Regions from separate parts of the Ovis aries genome. Here region 1 is linked to region 2. A link is a contact called in public Hi-C data. All regions are on one chromosome and are shown on one strand. Each heading gives the region's core, a stretch centred on a gene start, on an enhancer-like site or on the middle of the called end of the contact. The rest is flanking DNA. Distances are from core to core; before and after follow the strand shown.

Evidence for each region. Hi-C and Micro-C count contacts between places; a contact is called where the count stands out from the background.
Region 1: a contact with region 2 is called in a Hi-C map of mixed tissues, with 3 times the contacts expected there. The contact joins the enhancer-like site here to the promoter of KLF4 in region 2.

Annotation. Positions count from the first base shown.
Region 1 is chr2:15,540,592-15,546,530 of ARS-UI_Ramb_v3.0, reverse strand. LOC121818530 (a long non-coding RNA gene) reads right to left here and starts at 712. Exons shown (of 3, transcript XR_006058499.2): 1 at 560-712. Within about 2 kb of position 3,965, at least 11 of the 54 cell types and tissues checked have an H3K27ac peak or open chromatin away from gene starts, as enhancers often do.
Region 2 is chr2:15,682,961-15,688,825 of ARS-UI_Ramb_v3.0, reverse strand. KLF4 (KLF transcription factor 4) reads right to left here and starts at 2,687. Exons shown (of 4, transcript NM_001164219.1): 1 at 2,589-2,687; 2 at 918-1,911; 3 at 654-818. The coding sequence starts at 2,687.

The DNA of each region.
Region 1 (5,939 bases), core at 2,716-5,215, 140 kb after region 2:
TCACCCAACAGCTCTCTCTGTGGCTCATGATGCTCATCTCACTGAGGTCTCAGAGAGAGCTTCTAGGTTCCAGCTCTCCCGATAGACCAGTTCTTACTGCCTGGTGAGGCGCCTGGTGAGGCCCTGCTTCTCTTTGCCTTCCCTCCTTCCCTTCTTCTGTGGGGTGGGGTATTGAGATGAGGTAGCACGACCCCACCAGGTCTCTGCATAGCACTGGTGTGCCTTGCTCTCTCTTCCCTCGAGAGGCAGCCCTCCTCTCCTTGGCCTCCTGCCTGGGAAGTTGGGGGCAGCTATTGCTTCTGTACTGATTCCAGAATCTCATTCCTGGGAGGTCTGGCCTGGGAGCACCCACACATCCATGGTGGGCACAAGGAGAAATCTGGGACACTCACAAGATCATGTTCTCCCACTGCCCTCAACAATCTAGCCAAGGAACATGCTAGCCCACGGCACTTTGGTTTTCCCATCTGTAAGTTGAGATGATTGGTTTTGATGGTTTCTGACCCAGCTCCCAGCTCTGTTGGCCAGCATTTCATTGCATGCCTTTGTTGGCTCTTACTTCTCCTTGGTGGCCCTTCGATCATCTTATTCCACTCCCAAGAGCAGACAGGGCAGCTCCACTTTACAGCCTAGAAAACAAGGCTCTGGATTGACAAGGGTGCCCAAGTTTGTCCAGCTGGCATTGGGTCCCAGGCAGGTGTTTGCAGTCACAGTCTGTAAAGAGATTCACCAAGAGTGAAAGCGTTTCTGGGAGATAAGAGGAAAGGGACCTTCCTGGCAGAGGGCAGAGGGCAGAGAAGTGTACAGAGGGAGGGTGGGGCCTGATTTGGTTCAATGAAGCTGGAGGAAAGGGTGTGGAAAGGAAGGAGGAAGGAGGAATTGGGGCACCTTTCCATCTCCTTATACATTATCTGTATTAAATATTCCTCCTCGGGGAAGCCCTCCAGGCAGTGGTGTGCTGGTAAACATTTAACAACAATCCTTCAAACAAACAAAAGCAAATCCAACCTTCCTTCATAGTGATGACCACTCACTCCCACCGTGGCCATTTTCAAGTTAGCAGTGTGGTCACTGAATTTTTGGTTAAAGCGCCCTTAAGAGCCACCTCCAGCCCACTCCTGGGTCACTAACTTTTCGGTCTGCTCTTAAACACCTGCTTGCTCTTCTGACAGAGCAGCCGTGTCCCTGGTCACATCGTTGAAATCATTTGTACATAAGACTCCTACACGAGGTACAGGTACACCTGTCAAGCAGTAATGCAGGTGTCCTAAGGTGAGCTCAGGGAGGACAGAAACCTCCCGTGGAGCAGAAGGGCAAAAGCATGCTTGATCTTGATTTTCAGTATGAATACAGACCATGAAAGCGGGGCCTCCTGATCCTTCTGACCTTTGGGGTTTAAGCAGGAGGTGTCAGAAAAGTTACCACCTGTGGTGGCCAAGTGTTCATGGCGAAGTCACTTTTTGATCCTTCAATGTCAGCTCTTTCTATCATTGTGAAGCAGAATTCACCTACATGAGACCCTGTCAGTGTTTCAAGAGCTGTACTCATGTCTGATTACATGAGACAATGATGGCTAAGTGAATTAAATCTACTATTAAGATGTGTAAATGCACAGAATGTACTTGGAAGAGCTGTGGCCCTTGGAAATGCCATGTACTTAAAGGCTGTGTCTACCAGCTGACACGTCACTTCCGGTCCCACAGGAAGTGCTGATGGCACTCAAGGACATGTCTCTTGAAGGACGATGAACTCCTAGCCCACATGGGCACACAGCATCCACTTTTCTTATTCTGCTTGTTTGTACAAACCATTCCTTAACCCACACTCATTTAAAATGGTATGCATCCTTTTGGTTTCACGTGGGAATACCCTCCCACTCAATCCTTCTGGATAAGGAGGGGCTTTCAAATCTGTTCTCTTAGGGATCGGCATGACGGAATCCATGGAGGCCACACTGAGGAGATGAATTCGGATTCCAGTGAGGGCTCCACCAGTTTTCAAGCTGGGTTTCTGAATGAGTTGCTGCACCTCCCTGAGTCAAGTTCTCTCATCTGAAAAAGAAAGATAATGACCCCGATGTTCTTGGGGTTTAATGAGATAAATAAATGAGTTTGGGATTCTGGGCTGTGGTTCTGTTGGCTCCGCGCTCGAATCTGTGCCTCACCAGCCTCTGCCCTGCTTCACTGGTGCCTGGGCGGTGGACCTGAATGGCATTCCTTGCTTTCCACCTTCTCCTTGGAGTTTAGCCAAGGGGAAGCAGTGACAGAAGACTGAGGGGCGCTCGGGGAGAGAGGGGGCCTCCTAATCGCTCCCCCTGCGTTTGCTTGGTTCTTGGCCAATGGCCGCATCCCTCTCTTCACACTCTAACTCCAGCTGTCAGAGTTGGTGGCTGATGTCCTTGAGCTCCGGCTTTCAGCTGAGGCTGAGCGACAGAGGATAAGTCACCAATGTTGTTAGTTCCTGGGTGTCTCAAGATCTATTACTCTTCCCCTTACTCTCACCCAGACGTCAACCAACAGTCCCTTGGATAAAATGTATTTTAAGTGTCCCAAGTGAGTCTGTCATCTGTTTCCTGCAAGTTCCTGCACAATGACAAACCTGGTGCCCGGGCACGTAAGAGGCGCTTAATAGTACCATTAGCAGCCACCCTTTATTATGGGCTTAACTTGAGCTAAGCACTATGCCAAGTGTTTCTTTTTCTTTTTTTTCACATGCATTGTATCATTTAATCCTCAAAATGACTTTATGTGGAAGGTACTAATTATTCTACCCATTTTGCAATTGAAAAACTAGAGTTCAAAATTAGTGATTTGCCAAGGCACCAGCTAGTGACGGGGGGAGTCAAGTTTCAAGTTCAGTTCAGTTCAGTTCAGTCACTCAGTCGTGTCCGACTCTTTGCGACCCCATGAATCGCAGCACGCCAGGCCTCCCTGTCTATCACCAACTCCCGGAGTTCACTCAGACTCACGTCCATCGAGTCGGTGATGCCATCCAGCCCTCTCATCCTCTGTCGTCCCCTTCTCCTCCTGCCCCCAATCCTCCAGCATCAGAGTCTTTTCTAATGAGTCAAGTTTCAAGTTAGTTAATGTCAATTGCACTATTATTTGTTGCTGTTGTTATTATCTAGTTGCTAAGTCATGTCTAAGTCTTTTGCGACCCTGTGGGCTCTAGCCCACCAGGCTCCTCTGTCCGTGGGATTTTTCCAGGCGAGAATACTGGAGTGGGTTGCCATTTCCTCCTCTAGGAGATCTTCCTGACCCAGGGATCGAACCTGAATCTCCTGCATTGGCAGGCGGGTTCTTTACCACTGAGCCACCTGGGAAGCCCCATTATTTGGTGACTGGGGACCAATTCTTAGACTCAGACCCTCGCTACGGAGGCTTGTACTAGGAGCCACTCGGTCAGCACTTGCCAGGGGACGAGGCCGGCACTTCCTAGGTTTCTGGGTCATTTTTCCTGGCACTTCTCTCTCTGGCATTAGGGCCCCTCTTGCCTCCATAGCCCCTTGCCTCTAGTTCAGGGAGTGTTCCCAGGCCTCTCTCTGTTCACAAACAAGCCCCAGTGGACGGAGTTTCCTTCATTACCTCTCGCCCATATTTCTACCCGCTCTGAGCTGCTGGAGCAGCCCCTGCCTGCTTCTCCACCCTCCTAGTCACCCACACCCATTGGTGTTTACAACATGTCTCCAGCATCTGCGAACTTCATTAGAGCCAGAGCTACACCCTCTTCCTGCTCATTGTGGCAGACTGTGCATGAGGCCAGCCCCAACACAGCTCCCCAGGGTGCCTGCCAGAATTTGCCACCAGCCAAGGCCAGATCACCTTCCCTGGGGACCCCCCGCCAAGCGCTAACCCAAAAGTCACTGCAGGAGAAACATTTCGAGGGGGGTATCAAGGCTGCACTCTGTCATAATTTGTGGCTGTGGTTAGCGTGATGTGGACTGGCTTAGGAGGAGTATTAGTTTTGGAGTCAGCGTCATCTGCCACTTAATAGCTCTGTGATCTTGGCTCAGTTGCCTAACTTCTCTGAGCCTCAGCTTCCTGATCTGTAAAAATAAAGATAGATAGAGCTGTCGATTGAAAGTGCCTGGCACATCTTAGGTGCAAATTTTTTTTCTTTTTTCTCTCTCTCCCACCTCTCCCTGCCTGCCCCCCTAAAGACCACTTTTGGGGGTACCAGTGAATAGTGTAGAATATATTTGTCACTTGTTTATTTTCAAAGTGCTCTCTATTCGATGTGGATATGTTATCCGAGATTATAAGGATGATTATCCTCATTTTATAGATGAAAAGTCTAGGTTTCAGAGAGTTTAAAGTACTTTTCTCACGGTCACCCAAAGAACAGATTGGATTTGCAAATAGCTCTAATTTAAACTGACTCATTATTTTCGATTTTCTCTTGCCATTTTTTCAAGAGTGAAAATAAACAACCCAGTGATATAAACCAAAATGAAACAGCCTTTGCTGCTTGTAAAAAGATAGCTGCCTTTGGTCTTCCCTCTTATTCTTCTCTGTCTGGAGATGCTCCTGCCTAATCAGTTGTCATTTGTGCCTCCATCACTTCATTATCTAGTGCCCTGGATGAACTGAGCTTTCCAAGGTGTTTCTGAGATTTCATCTCTCAAGGATGGGCTGCTGGAAGACGCACCAGGGGTGGGCTAACACCAGAGGGGGTTCTTCCATAGGAAACAGTTCAGGACTTGGGACTGAAGAAGGGATGCCCAGGGTGATGAAATGAGTCTGAAGGTCATTATTGTTATTGTGCATGTTCTCCTTATTAAGCTCAGAAGGTGACAAAAGTTTAAAAGTGTTCTCTTCCTCAACATCCTTTTATTGAGAATTAAAAAAAAACAGAAACTTTGAGCTGCCTGAGCTATCACTTACCACCTTATCGTGAGCTCCCTGCTGGCAGGCTGGGTCTTACTGACCTCTGGACCCTTTCATGGCCCTTTCCCATAGTGCTTTGCACACAATAGTGAGCAAACACAATGATCAAACATTTATTGAGGACTCAAATGGCAACCCACTCCAGTGTTCTTGCCTGGAGGATCCCAGGGACAGGGGAGCCTAGTGGGCTGCCTTCTCTGGGGTCGCACAGAGTCGGACATGACTGGAGCGACTTAGCAGCTCTGTATTATGCTAGACGCTTTCATGAGGAAAATGAAAACTCCTTGTCCCAGATCACACCAACAGTGGTGGAGGCTGGCTTTGAACCCAGTTGGACTTCTGACTCCATATTTGGTACTCCTTCCTCTCTATCTCAGCTGTCACTCAGAGTCTCCCTCAATGATGGTTGTTGAGCAAGATTTAAAAGGTTTTTCTTTTAAAGGCTGCCAGCAGCGTTGTATATGCTTTTGGGGGAAGGAGAGTGAATGAAGAAGGCGTGATCCTTCTTCACAGAGTGGATTATAATGAACTTCAGCTGTCTGGGTGGTTCACTCACCATGTGAGAGTAAAGAGGATCAAAGAGACCAATGTGTCACCATGGGAACTGTCCCAGTTTTATAACCATTTTTCAAAGGCCTAAACATATGAACACATGGAAAGCAGGGAAGATTCAGTGAATGGGAAGTGATACAGGCTAATGATTCAAGCACAAATTTGGAAGAGGGAAAATAGAGTGTGGAGAAATATTTTGAGCAAAATTATAAATAGCTGCTCAACTCACTTTTTCAGGATGAGTAGCAATTGACTACAGGTGAGAAGAATTATGGTCCTGTGTCTGGAAAAGATGCATTGAGATGGTGTTTCTTGGCTGAAAGATACAGTGATGGCTCTGCCCAAGGAGAAGTGAAAGAGCTTCTGGAAGGAGATAGGATGGGAGGTGAGATTTTTGAGGATGTTTGTCAGATGGTGAAAAATGGCCACAAATTATCCCCCACCCTAAATACATGTCCCTTTGCATGTGGCTGCAATTTCTCTCATCAGGAGGTGGGATCT
Region 2 (5,865 bases), core at 1,438-3,937:
AATGGATTTAGAAATTATGACTGTTAGGGTGTCTCTCCTAACCCAAACCAAGCAATAATATCCTATCCCACTACAACTGGTTCTAAAAAGTGACAGGAGAATACTACTTTTCCTGTACCAATATTATTTATGAAAGCTATACTTTAGTGACCTTCTGTGCCTACTTACACAGATTCTCTGTCGTGACAATCTTAAATCAGAATCTCAGCAAGCCTAACCATTAAGTCCTTGAGATTTAAATAAAACCTAATTGTTAGGACTAAAGAGGGGGAGGGGTGAACCCTGGGAAGGGAACAACCAATAAAAATAGTGGAGAATACAAAACTGCTTAAAAAACTTATCATGATTTTGCACAGCAAGGCATAATTTCTTGATTACAAGGGCAATGCTCTGCTCAAGCTAGAAGAGGCCCACCTGCAGCCTGGAATCTCCCTGCCTTTCAAAGGCCTAACAAAACTGCACTTTCAAGCACTGATACCATCCGCCCAGCAAAAGGCTCCTGGGCAAAATAGTAGGCGCCAGTTTGCTGTTCTCTCCTGTGATCCAGGAGATGGAGGAGATAGACTGCACCCCACATCCCAAGGGAGGCCCTGAGGAGTGTTGAGGCTGGACACCGGGTGCCCCCACCCCACCTCCACGGCTTCCCGTCCTACCTGTGTGGGTGCGCAGGTGTGCCTTGAGATGAGAACTCTTCGTGTAGGTTTTGCCGCAGCCTGCATAATCACAAGTGTGAGTGGCCGTCCTTTTCCGGGGCCACGACCGCCTTCCCCTCTTTGGTTTGGGCTCCTCCGGCATGCAGGAACCGGGTGGCATGAGCTCTAGGGATGAAGAAGGTGGGGTCAGCGTCATCCTGTGTGCCCCGGATGGCCGGCACACGCAGGGCTCTCCAGCCCCAGCTAGGAATCCCCGGGACTGACCTTGGTAATGCAGCGGTGGGACCTGCGGCTGCATCTGGTCGGGCAGGAAGGGAGGGTAGTTGGGCCCGGGGTGGGGATGGAAGCCCGGGGGGAGCGGCAGGGCAGGATGACAGTCCCGGCTGCTCAGCAGTTCCTCGGCACCCAGGGTCGGGGTAGTCCTGCTGGGGAGCTGCCGCCCCAAGGGAAAGTCGTGCGCAGGCGGCCGGTGGCCATTGCTGAGAGGAGGTCCAGTGCCCAAGTGGGCCTCTAGGGGCCGACCGACGGTGCACGAGGAGACAGCCTCCTGCTTGATCTTGGGGCACATGCGTGGTGGCCCGCCGCTGTAGGGCGCCACCACCACCGGGTGGCTGCCGTCTGGGCTGCCTTTGCTAACACTGATGACCGACGGGCTGCCGTACTCGCTGCCAGGGGCACTCAGCGACGCCTTCAACACGAACTTGCCCATCAGCCCGCCACCTGGCGGCTGCGGCTGCTGCGGCGGAATGTACACTGGGTCCAATTCGGGCCGCAGGAGCTCGGCCACGAAGCCGCCGGAGGGGCTCACATCGTTGATGTCCGCCAGGTTGAAGGGAGCTGTCGGAGGGGGTGCAGACTCCCGGCCATACAGGAGGCCGCCGCCCGCGCCGCCCGGCGCCGCCACGCCCGGGTCGCCCCCGGCCCGGATTGGATAGCTGAAGCTGCAGGTGGAGGGCGCACTGGCTGGACCGCTGCTCGACGGGGAGGACGAGGAAGAGGCTGATGCCGAGGACGACACCGTGGCGGCCACGGACTCCTGATGGGACAGCGAGTTGGAGAGGATAAAGTCCAGGTCCAGGAGATCATTGAACTCCTCCGTCTCCCTCCGGGGCAGGAGAGCCGGGTTGCTGCTGCCACAAGCCGCGCCGACTCCTCCACTCTCCAGGTCGGTGGCCACGGTCGCCGCCGCCAGGTCGTAGGGGCGGCCGGGAAGCACCGGGGGAAGTCGCTTCATGTGGGAGAGCTCCTCCCGCCAGCGCTGTGGGGACAGGACGCGAGACAGACAGTCAGTGCTGTCCCTAACTGCCACTCGATGTTAGTGGTGGGCCCGCCGCGCCTACCCCGCCTAGACACGGGGACCGGATGGGCAGGAAAGGCCCCGGGGTCTGTGGATGCCAGTGCTGCAATCATGGCCCACACCCGGGTCTGGGGAAAGGCGGTGCGTGGATATATGGAGGATGTTAGGTTGTGTCTGCCCGATTGCGTGTGAGCGAGCGCCGAGGCTCGCCAGCCTGGGTCCCTCCCCCGCCGGATCCCGGGGACGCTCCCGCCGTCCCCAGAATTGGGACACCGAGGTTCTCTTGGTGCGCCCTCGCCACGGGGACGCCTACGCGCCAAGCTCACTCTGGCCCAGCCAGTGTCTGGGGACAGAGACACCTCCCGCCCGGTGGCCCGCGCGCCCGCCCTGCCGCTCGCGCGCTCCGGGACGTGTGCGGACCCGGTGTGCGCCCCCGGCGGCTCCACCGCTTCGGGACCACACGCATGTACAGCTAAGCCAAGGGCGCTGAAGCCATCCCGGGTAGCCTGCGGAGGAGCCCGTGCGGGGCCACTCCTGCCCGTCGTCTAGTGGTGCTCGGTGACCCCAGGGCTCCGCCCGTCCCCATCCCACCCACAGAAGCCCACCGGAAGGCCCCAAAGGCCCAGGCCGACACTCACGTTATTCGGGGCACCTGCTGGACGCAGTGTCTTCTCCCTTCCCGCCGGGCCGGACGCGAACGTGGAGAAGGACGGGAGCAGCGCGTCGCTGACAGCCATGTCAGACTCGCCAGGTGGCTGCCTTCGGACCGGGTGGGGAGCAGAGGCAGAAGTCAGGGGCCACTCTCGACCGCCGCTCTGGCGCGTCCCATCCGCCCTCACCCCTCCCTGCGCCCCGCGCCGCACCTACCTCATTAATGTGGGGGCCCAAAAGGTCCTCGGGAGTCCGAAGCAGAAGGGGTACCCAAACCCCAAAGCCAACGAAGAGGAAAAAAACTTAGAAACGAAGCCAAAACCCAAAACCCCAAATTGCCCGAGATCCTTCTTCTTTGGATTAAATATAAAAGGGAGATGCCTTAAAAAAAAAAGTTCCTTTGTATACGAAAGTTCTTAGAAAAGTTGTAAACTCGTAAAAATAGACAATCAGCAAGGCGAGTTAAGTAGGTCCGGTGGCCAGGCTGCGCTCTCTTCGACTCAGCAGCGTCCCCCACCGCTGTCGCGGTCGCCGCGGCTATCGCCGTGAGCGCTGGGGCTGTGGCCGGGGTGGCGGGCGGGCGGCGCCGCCAGGTGAGACTGGATGCGGTGGCGCGGATCTGCGGACTGGGCGGCGGCGCGAGGCGCGGAGTCCGGGGGGCTGCGCAAGGCGCGCGCGGCCATGGGCGCTGGCCGCGGGCGGGTGGGTGGGTGGGTGGGGGGCCGGAGGGGCGGGGAGGGGCACTTGGCGGCTCCCGGTGCCGCCGCCGCCCGCCACCGCCTCTGCTCCCCGCGCGCCCGCAGCCGCGCTCGCTCTCTGAGGCCGGGGAACTGCCGGCGGCCGCCGCGCGCTCCTTACTTATAACTTCTCCGCTCCCGCCCTCCCCCCGCCTCCTACCCGCTGCGCGCTGGGGCCCGCCGCCAGGCCCCGCCCCTCCCTTTCTTCTCCCCTCCCTCCAGCAGCCCCCCCGCACGTTGCCATGGCAGCTAAATAAACAAACTCAGCGCACGTGGGGGCGGGGAGGAGGGAGGGGCGCAGGCGGGGCCCGGCGGGCTGTGACGCCAGCCCGGCAGCTGGCGGGCAGGAGCCGCGCTGACGCCGGCGGCGGTGCCGGCAGCGGGCCGGGCGCGGGGATTTGGGTACGGGGCGCAGGTCCGGTCCCCGGGCGACTGGGACAGTCGGCGTCGCCATGGGTCGCTCCTTGAGTTCGAAGCTCGCGGCCAAGAGGGGTCGGTAGGGGAGAGGGGGACGGTAGCGCAACCCCACCCCCGCTCCGGTGCGCGCTTGCCGCGCAGTCTGCGCACTGGAGAAGAGCGCGATTATCCGCGTGACTCATCCAGCTCGGGTCCGTCATACGCACGCAGGAGCCCTGCTGTAGTCCCCGAGCGCCAGTGCGGGCATTTGGCCTGGCCTCGCATGGTCCTTCTTGGGCTCGTCTGCCCGGGGGTTGGGAGTAGAAGGGAGGTGGGTGCCCTCCAGTGCGTGGCGAGGACCTGGAGACTGAGAAAGCGAGAGAGGTGTTCCCCTTCTGAAAAGGGCGGAAAGAGGCCGGAATGGGAAATAGAGCTACGGTTTTGATAGCTGAAGGAGCGAGGAAGGGACTGAAAGAGATTTCGCTATGTGAAGTGGGGAGAGAGGGGAGGGGCGTGAGGTGCGGGGACACCTTTCAACCGGGAATCTCAAAGCACTTTGCAAAGCACGCAACTCTCCACTTTATGGATGAGAAAACTGAGTCATAAAGAGGTGAAGTGGCGAGGTAAAGGTCAAACGGCAACTCGTTCCCTTGGCTCAGGCTCTAGAGCAGTCAGACCTACCGAAAGGGGCTCAGCTGGAAAGTGGCCCCGTGCCAGAAAGTGGAACTATGCGGTGGGACCCGGGTTCTGGAAAAGGGCCCACGCAGCTCGCAGCAGCCGTCCCTGCCCACCAGGAAGAGAAGAGGAAACGGCAATCGTTATTTCAGTCTTATAACTCGGCCTCCCCACCCCCACTCCCCCTTAGTTTGTGATCAGTAATTTTCCAGCCGGGAAATGTTTTCGCCGTCATCTTCTCTGCAAACAGTGCCCTTTTTTTTTTTTTTTTTAAACGTGAGTGTGGTGTTCGGTATCGCTTTCTAAACGTAGGCTTGCGAGGTGTTTTGTTTGGATTCAGGCGCGCCTTGGGCTCCGCCCGCCCTCTGCACCAAGCCCCCTTGTCTGTAAAGGCGGCCGGGTGTCAGCCCAGGAGAGAAAAAGGAGATGCCCCAGCCCTGGGCAGTGTGCGGTCACCCTCACTGAGATCCAGTTACTTCGTACTTTAAGTCACCTGTTTATTTGAGTCCTACGCTCCTGGTACCTATTAGATTTCCTTAGAATATTTGTTATCCTTGATTTTCCTACTCCTTGCCAACCACAGAAGCATTCTTGGAATGCATCGCGCCCCGAATGAATCCACTCAGCCCTTTATGCCAAGGCCAGGAATCCCGCTCGGTTCGGAGAGTTGGAAGCCCTTGCGGATCCCCCAGCCGGTCTTTGGCCAATGGCTGCCAGGGCCTGTAACCGGAGGGGAGGGCAGGTTTTCGCAGGGAAACCCCCGACCCTCCTCCCGCGGCCTGGAGAGTTTCAACCCCACCCCCATAGGAGCCAGCCAGTTTACTTTAACTCTGAAAATATTGCCTTTTTCAAAAGGAGGAACCAAGAAAGAAATACCTGCAACCTCCTCCTCCGTAGCTTTCATTGTGATGGCAAACATTTCTTGGGATACTGGGGCTTGAAGATACACGGAAAAGTTAATCCACTTTACCATCAAAGCCAAGATTCTTAAACTGCATTGAACTTGGATAAGTCCTTGATTGGCAACCCTCACCCTCTTGATGTGTAAGTCAGGACTTGGCATTTTCTAGTTGGGGAACCAGTGCCGTGAGGAGCTTTCTGCTTTTCTCTTATTTATCTAAGGCAGTAGGCCTTCCCCTTCAACAAAAGTAACCACCACAGTGAGAAAACAATATTACACAGATGAATAGGAAAGCCACTATTATTATGTCATATAATCAAGACAGGATTCTGAAACTCAATTAAAAAAGGCAAACTTTCCTAACAGCCTTCTGGAGGAGGAAAGCCAGTGCCTCTTTGTGGCAGGCAGCTTTCTGGTTATTCCTCTGATTGCATCATAAAGGGAACTCTCTAGATTTGCTCCAGCATTTCTAAAAGAGGTAAGGAACTTCAAGTTCACAAGTCATCTCCTTTCAAGGCAGGTGCCTGGCGTGACATCAGGGTTATGACCATGCCT